2 separate regions of the Mus musculus genome follow, and region 2 is linked to region 1. Evidence: chromatin contacts called from public HiChIP or PLAC-seq data. All regions are on one chromosome and are shown on one strand. The core of a region is the stretch at or near the end of the contact, and the rest is flanking DNA. Distances in the headings are between cores, read along the strand shown.

The links. HiChIP or PLAC-seq counts read pairs in DNA pulled down with a chosen protein or histone mark.
Region 2: a contact with region 1 is called in an H3K27ac HiChIP or PLAC-seq map of extraembryonic endoderm stem cells. The contact joins the enhancer-like site here to the promoter of Cmtm8 in region 1. A contact is called at or near these places in 5 of 39 promoter capture datasets (the C10 cell line, embryonic stem cells, liver and 2 more), 7 of 484 Hi-C or Micro-C datasets (the AML12 cell line, cerebellar granule neurons, embryonic retina and 4 more), 7 of 115 datasets of contacts at active chromatin or transcription factors (embryonic stem cells, extraembryonic endoderm stem cells, microglia and 2 more) and 3 of 9 other capture datasets (adipose tissue, liver and pancreatic islet).

Annotation. Positions count from the first base shown.
Region 1 is chr9:114,842,581-114,846,544 of GRCm38.p6, forward strand. It overlaps Cmtm8 (CKLF-like MARVEL transmembrane domain containing 8), which reads right to left and starts at 1,572. Exons shown (of 4, transcript NM_027294.2): 1 at 1,201-1,572. The coding sequence starts at 1,347.
Region 2 is chr9:114,880,736-114,884,688 of GRCm38.p6, forward strand. No RefSeq gene overlaps it. Among named protein-coding and RNA genes, the nearest start is that of Gm30448, 29 kb to the left of the region's middle. Within about 2 kb of position 1,821, at least 4 of the 459 cell types and tissues checked have an H3K27ac peak or open chromatin away from gene starts, as enhancers often do. A contact at or near this core is called in extraembryonic endoderm stem cells and trophoblast stem cells, where this site is marked.

The DNA of each region.
Region 1 (3,964 bases), core at 322-2,821:
GGGGTGGATCTGCGCCTTGAGTCAGCAAGCTCCCGGGATCCACACAGGGGCTGCTGAAGGTTTCTCAGAGGGTCCATGCACACTCAACCACTGTACAACACGATCTCCGCCCCCATTCTCTAGCTTTCCTATGGGCTGGATTTCAGTTTCACAAATGCTTCCTTGGGTCTGAGATGCAACAGAAGGGGGACTCCTATTTAGACTGTGGGAGTCGACGCTCCTTAGCAGGTAGGAGCAGGGAGCAAGAAAAGGGCAGACATAGGTTTGAATCTCAGCTCTGCCAACAAGTGTAAACTTCCGTCCAGTCTCTGACTCAGTTTCCTCGCGTGTAAAATAAGCTTACTTGCAACCACCTTCAAGGGAGAGCGCATCAGGGCCTACACAAACTTAGAAGCTCCTCCAGGACTGACACCCTGGTAGAGGGCGAGGACAATAGATAGTGGCCTCCACCAGTAGTCAACAGAACTCCAGGCGGAAGGCCTGGCTTCCCAGGAACAGCACGTACAAGTCCTGCCTCCCTCCCGGGCACTTGCCCAGCCCCCACCAGGATGTGCTCAGTCCGTACAGCGGCCCTCAAGGGCTTAAAGAGGTTGAGATTCTCAGATTTATTCAGGGAAATGTTCTTGATTCATCTGTATTTGACCACAGGAAGTTAATTACTCAGAAGTTCTCTCCTTTATAACTTTTAATAGGAAAACTTTTAAAACTGGGGGTGCGGCTCAGCGATAGAGCATCCGACTGGCACGTGAAGCTCTGAGTTCCAGACCAGCACTTTGGAAGGGTCAGTTTGATAACAAACAAACAAACAAACAAACAAAAACGTTGTTTTTTAGGGACCCCTGCACGTGGAGATCAGGTGAGGTAGGCCCTAAGTATTCCAGACACCCATTATCTATAAACGCCCACCAAAGTATCCGGCTCCCGGGAAAGACCACCATCCTTCGAATGAAAACAGCAAGCTGTGAGTTACCTCCCACAGCAGACATCCTGAGGGTCACAACCCTGGTTCCCAAGGGAGCCTCAGGTGAAAGAACCTGAATGTGAGTTTTGCACTTTACAAAGAAGTCGAAGCTCAAGAGTGTTCCCGGAGCCCGCGGGAAGACCGGAGCCAGCTCGGTGGGCGGAGCTGGAGGCGCGCGAGCTAGCCGAGTCCACCTGCCTCCCTCCGCCCGGCCCAGCCCGGCCCGGCCCGACACTTACGATCTCGGCTACGATCAGGAGCCCCGGCGGGGTACGGAGGAACTCTCGGTCGTAAGCGAAGCTGCTGCTGGTGGTGGAGAAGTTCTCCGCAAAGGAGCTGGTAGTGGTGGTGACCGTGTGCGAGCGCGCGCGCTGCTGCTCTTCCATCGTCGCCCCGGGAGCTGGCCCGGGTCCCCGAGGACCCTACCCCCACCCAATGAGTTCCCTGGGCTCAGGATCGCGGGCCAGGGAATCGCGGATGATGGGAGGCGGGCAAACCCGGGTGATCTCCAGGGTCAGGTCCGCAAGTGTCCCAACACCTCGGCGAGCGCACTCTGGGTCTGCTCGGAGACCCGGGAACGGGATCGCTGGCGACCGGTGGCAGTGGACTGCGGGGGAGGGGAGAGAAGAGGAGGGGCGTAGACTGGGCGGGTGAGGGCGGGCACTCCAGGACCTCCCCTCGGGGGCGCCGCCGCGCGGCCACAGCACCTGTCTCCCAGGGACTGAGAGCTCTCGGGGGTGCAGGGACGCGTACCGGATCGCTAAGGGTGAGCGGCACCTCCTGGTCACACTCCTTCTAGCTCGAGCCACAATTAGGCTCCGCCCACCTAGGGCCACCAGACTTGGACCAGCTTCCTCCCACCTGGCTGGACTAGCAGCAGGGCCTCTTAAGGAAACTCAGGCCTCTAGGGACGTGGCCGCTCCAGGACTACAGGCGGTTGGGGGAGGGAGGCTAGAATTGTGACCTAACCAGACCTTAAACCAGGGATCGATGTGAGGCCGCTTGGACAGCCCTCACCCACTCCGCTGCAGCCGTCACCAAAGCCGGCGCTGTTTCCTGCCCCTCCTGTCCGGAACAATTTGAGGAACCAACTTAATCGCCGGGGAGTGAGAGCGAGAGGCTTCTAGGCGCTCTCCACAACTTTGGCGGAGACTAGCTGGATTGTGGAGAGGAAGATGGAAAGTGGGGGAGATGTTCGGGATTCCTGGTCAAGATGTATCAATATGACAGATCTCATTAGCTTTGGGGGGGGGGGGGCTTGTTTCAAACTTGAATGGAACCGTCTGTGCAAAGTGATGTTTATGACAAGCTAGTTGTGCTTCCCGGGGTCAGGGAGGAGGGGTGGACATCTCCTTGCGTGGGCAGCTGTGTGCCAGTCAGGTGAGTGCTGCGCAGAACCCTGGGTACTTGTGTAATTAGCATGAAGTTATTGGTTCTGCTTTACTGGACCTCAGTGCTACCACCCGTGTTTCAAGACGGACTTTGATGGACGATGGACATTTGGCTAAAATGATCTGCTTCCATGTGCCTGTCCTCCTCTTGTTTTGTGAAGAGTGACAAGAGACAATTCATCTGAACCCACCAAGTGGGCTTTGATTCGAAGTGAAGGCATATCAGATTTTAAAAGTTGTCAGAAAGTGTATCCTATTGGTGGATCCGAAAAGAAAGCACAAAGAACAAGCTAATAGAAGGAGTTAGTTTATGGGAGATGGTGGCTCACACATTTAATCCTAGCACTCAGGAGGCAGAGGCAGGCAGATCTCTGAGTTCCAGACCAGCCTGGTCTACAGAGTGAGTTCGAAGACAGCCAGAGATACACAGAGAAACCCTGATTTGAAAAAACAAACAAACAAACAAACAAACAAAAACATCTTTTTAACCTGGGTGGTGGTGTTGCAAGCCTTTAATCCTAGCCTGGAGAGGTAGAGGTTTGAGGCCAGCCTGGTCTACAGAGTGAGTTCCAGGACAGCCAGAGATACACAGAGAAACCCTGTCTTGGGGGTGGGGTGGGGGCGGGGAGAGTTTAAACCTGGGTCCTCCCTAGGAAAACTCTAGGGTAAAGTGTTTCAAGAATATGCCAACAGTTTCAGTGTGGTGGCTCATACTGATAATTTCATCACTGGGGGAGCTGAGGCAGGAGGATAGAGTTCAAAGCTAGCCTAAAGTTACAGGGTAAGGGGCTGGTGAGATGGCTCAGTGGTTAAGAGCGCCGACTGCTCTTCTGAGGGTCCCGAGTTCAAATCCCAGCAGCCACATGGTGGCTCACAACCATCCATAACTAAATCTGATGCCCTCTTCTGGAGTGTCTTCAGACAGCTACAGTATACTTACCTATAATAATAAATAAATCTTAAAAAAAAAAAGTAAAGTTACAGGGTGAGACCCTGTCTGAAATAATAGTCTGTGCTACATAGTGAGCTCAGCCTAGATACAGAAACCCTATCTAGAAATACATAGTTCAAGGTCATATTGGGATCCATAGAGGGTTTGAGGCCAGGCTGGGCTACATAGTGAGACCCAGTCTCTCCTCCCACCACCAATGAAAAAAAAATTTTTTTCCTTGAGGTAGGCACCTGCCACCCATGATAACAAGTAGTTCTGGGATTAAAGGCATAGACCACTACTTCTTTCTTTCTTTCTTTCTTTCTTTCTTTCTTTCTTTCTTTCTTTCTTTCTTTCTTTCTTTCTTTCTGTTTCATGTGCATGGTAGTGTCTGATCCCCTGGAACTGCGGTTACAGACCTTGTGGGCTGCAGTTTGGGTGCTGGAAATTAAACTCACATCCTCTGAAAGAGTAGTCAGTGTTCTTAACCACTGAGCCACCTTTCCAGCTTCCGGAATTCAAGTTTTAGACCCCACTGTAGACCAAACCACTGAGGACAGAGCTAGGAAGCTGTATGGGAATGAGCCTCCAAAAACCAAGTGCTCAGAGAAATTGCTCAAGTGGCTGGAAGTGAGAGACAGGGGAGTCTGGAGGAGCCTAAGGCAACACATACCCAATACT
Region 2 (3,953 bases), core at 571-3,070, 38 kb after region 1:
GTAGACCTCCATTATCTGGATCAGGTGACTATTACAGCCATCATTGTCCTTGTCAGCATAAGCTGCAAGAAATGGGATTTCAAATAACCAGCCTGGTAAGATAGCTCAGAAGGTAAAGATGCCTGCTGCCAAGCTTGGCCACTTGAGATTGATCCCTCACTGCCTAGAACTCCAGTCCAAGGAGATATGACGCCCTCTTCCGACCTCCATGATTACTAGGCATGAACATGATTTGTATACATACATACATACATACATACATACATACATGTATATGCTGACAAAATACTCATGCACATAAAATCTAAAAATAGGAAAAAACAGTGAAATATTTTTTTTCATAAGAAAGCCAAGCTTGTTTTAAACTCTTATTCATTCAGTTGACACATACCTTCTACCATGTCAGCCCTAGGAACGGAAGCTAGGATGTCAGGATTGGTGGCAAGTGCCTTTCCCCACAAGTCATCTCACCTACCTGAAAAATAGTTTCCTAAATTCTGTTTTTCTTTGTTTTGTTTTTTTTTTTTTTGTTTTGTTTTGTTTTTTTTCCGCGACAAGCTCTTCCTATGTAGCCCTAGCTGTCTTTGAACTCTCAATCCTCCTGCCTCAGCTTCCTGCCCCTGTATTGAACTCAGATGACCATGCTTGACTGGCAGTCTTACTCATAAGGGATCTGGGTGTGTGCGTCTATGTGTGTGTGTGTGTGTGTGTGTGTGCGTGTGCGCGTGCGCACGCACCTACTTGGTGAGTTCCACAATGAGAAAACCTGTCATAAGAAAGTGTATGGTGTCTGAGGAATACCAGCCAAGGTTATCTCCAGCCTTCACGCAAGCATACACATACATATATGTACCATTGTACAACCCATCTTCTTAGCCTAATCCCTCAGGAGCTGTCTTGCTTATTTTGAAACAGAGCCTCTCATTTTACTTGGAGCTTGAGCCTCAGGGGTCCTCCTGTTCCTGTCTTCCTAGCATGATATTAAAACACACGTGCCATGTCCAGCTTTTTAAAAAATTGTTTAATAGTGGGATAGATATGTAGTGATTCCTCATTTGTGTGTGTGTGTGTGTGTGTGTGAGTTCACACACATGCGCACGTGCACACACACACCTTACAATAATGCATGAACACATGCACACACACATACAGATACACATGGACACACATACACACCCAGATCCCTTGTAAGGAAGACTGCCTGAAGTACCATAAGCTATGAGCTCTCACCCTTCAGGAAGGAAAATCAGATCCTTTGAATACACAGCTTAATTTTAGTCATGTCAAAAGGAAAAAAAAAAAAAGGTTTAACTGTGAGAACAAATTTGTCCAAGGTCAACAAAGACATAAATCATTTTCTTGGTAACTTCACAGCCTAGGATAGTGAGGAATTTCTATTTTTATGTCCTTTGTTGAGAGAATCAGATAACAAGCAAATCCTACTGTGATCAGATATCAACAGACAATGAGGCTGTCTACCACAGACACAAAGCTCCTCCTCGGGCCTGAAGGGAGTTGGAAATCTATTCTCAACAAGAGTAACTTCTGGTTGCAGACAGCAGCTAACAGAAGAGAACTCAGAAACACACCAGAGGCCTGGGCTTTAGGGATGGGATGGCATCCGGTGAAATAAATAAATAAATAAATAAAATGTTCCTGCTGGGCAGGAGTGTAGCTCAGTTGGTAGAGTGCTTGCCCAAAATGTATGAAGCCCCGTGTTTGATTCCCAGCTTTGAATAAACCGGACACTGGCAATAGGACAGAATAGAATAGGATAAGATAAGGTAGGGTCGGGATGGGTCGGGTCGGGTCAAGTCAAGTAGAGTGGAATTGAACAGAATAGTTCTTGCTAGTACTGTGGGCCTGAGGAGTGTGCTTCTGTAACTGTGTGTGAGTTACACACATAACAACAAGTATTATGCACTCCTGTGCACACTCACTGGCCTGTACCTCTTTCCCAGTGTAGCAGGTGGGTTGGCCAGGTAAAATCTGAATCCAAATACGCAGCATCTTGATCTATCTATCTATCTATGTATTTATCATCTATCTATACCAAGATAGATAGGGTTTCCTATCAGCGCTGACTGTCCTGGAACTTTCTTTGTGGACCAGGCTGGCCTCAAGCTCACAGAGATCCACCTGCCTCTGCCTTCGAGTGCTGAGATTAAAAGTGTGCACTTCCACTGGCTAAAGATTTATCTCATTTGCTTGAACAAAAAGCCCTTCATGCCTCCCAGGAAGTTTATGGGCCCATCACACGTAGTCGTCAAGGAAGTAGATTTGGTTCAGCAGCTTGGAGAGCAGACAGTCTGGAAATACTTGCACACGCTGGACTGGCCAGCAATAACGACGCTGCAACAGGATCCTTCTGCACACGTTTATTGGGAGAGCTTGATTGCAGAGGCAAAGAGACCCCGAGCCCAGAACTGGTGCTGCTTATATAGGCCTAGGAGAGGCATGTCTCACATCCGGATTGGTTATGCACTAAGCCTCATTTGCATGTTCCTCATCTGATTGGCTACTCTCTCTCTCTCTCTGTACCTCACAGAGCCTCATTATCATACCTCATTTGCATGTCTCACATCTGATTGGTTATACTCTCAAAGCCTCATTATCATGCCCAGGCCAGGCAGTGTCTTTGCAAAAAGCTTTACTGCATATGTACACATTGGTTGTTTGTCCAAACTTATGCATGGTGGCCAGCAGTAGCCAGCGCCACTCTGCAACGGCACATGTGGCTTCCCACAAATACTGAGAGGTTTTCTGCAGTATGTCTGTTGGTTGGTGACAAATGGGCAAGTTCTCAAAGCTTGGGTAAATGGTGCTGATCCTGGCTGGATGCTACTCTGGATACAAAGCTATCTTGAAGAACATCAGAGATGGATGGTACCCCAGACTACCCCTGTAACAGTGTTCTAGTGGCTGGAATTGTCTGCTGTCCTGCAAAGTAACAGCTGCCATGGCCAAGGAGATCACCGAGAGGTCACAGATCATCTCTTTTATGAAAGTTATAATCACCTCATGGACCTTGAACAAAACTGTCCTCAATGAAGGTGACTTAGAGACCCAGCTCTAACGTGCAAGACCTGACAGGACCCTGTCTTAGTCACTGTTCTATTGCTGTGAGGAAAGACCATATATAATTATACACACACACATATACACACACACACATATACATGCATACATACAATGACATATATATATGTATATATATATATATATATATATATATATATGTATATATTCATTTAATTGAGGATTTGCTTTAGTTTAGTGACAGTCATCATGGTGGTAGTGTGGCAACACACATGTCCTTAGAACACTAGCTGAGAGTTACATCCTTATCCAATGGCCCAGAAAGGGAGAGATGACACTGGGCCTGACTTGGGCTTTTGAAACCTCAAAGCTAGCCTCCCTAGTGACACACCTCCTCCAACTAGGCCACACCCACTCCAACAAGGCCACACCTCCTAATCCTTCTCAAGTAGTGCCACTTTCAAACATAAGCATTCAAGCATATTAGCCTATGAGGGCTGTTCTTATTCAAACCCACACAGAGGCCAAGGTCAAGTTTGAGGTACAACACCAGACATGGGGAGAACAAGCGAGTCTTCCCAAAGATTCACTTTTAGGTGGTTTGTTTCTATCATTAAAAAGAAAAAGAAAATGCTGAGAAAAGTCAAACATGTGTCTGTCAGCCCAGCACTCTCCACTACATGTGTGCCACAGAGAAATACTCCCAGATCCTTGAGCACACATGGAGAAGGACACCGATTGCAGCATCATACATAGAAGAGGGCTCAGAACAACCTATGTGTGGTGCCTGGTGCTAGGGGCCTAGATAAGTGTGCTGTTAAAGACAGGCTGTGGGAGTCTGGGGGCAGAAACAGTGGATTAAAGGTAGGCAATAATCTGGACAGATCAGGAAAACATACTTTAAATCATGTTAC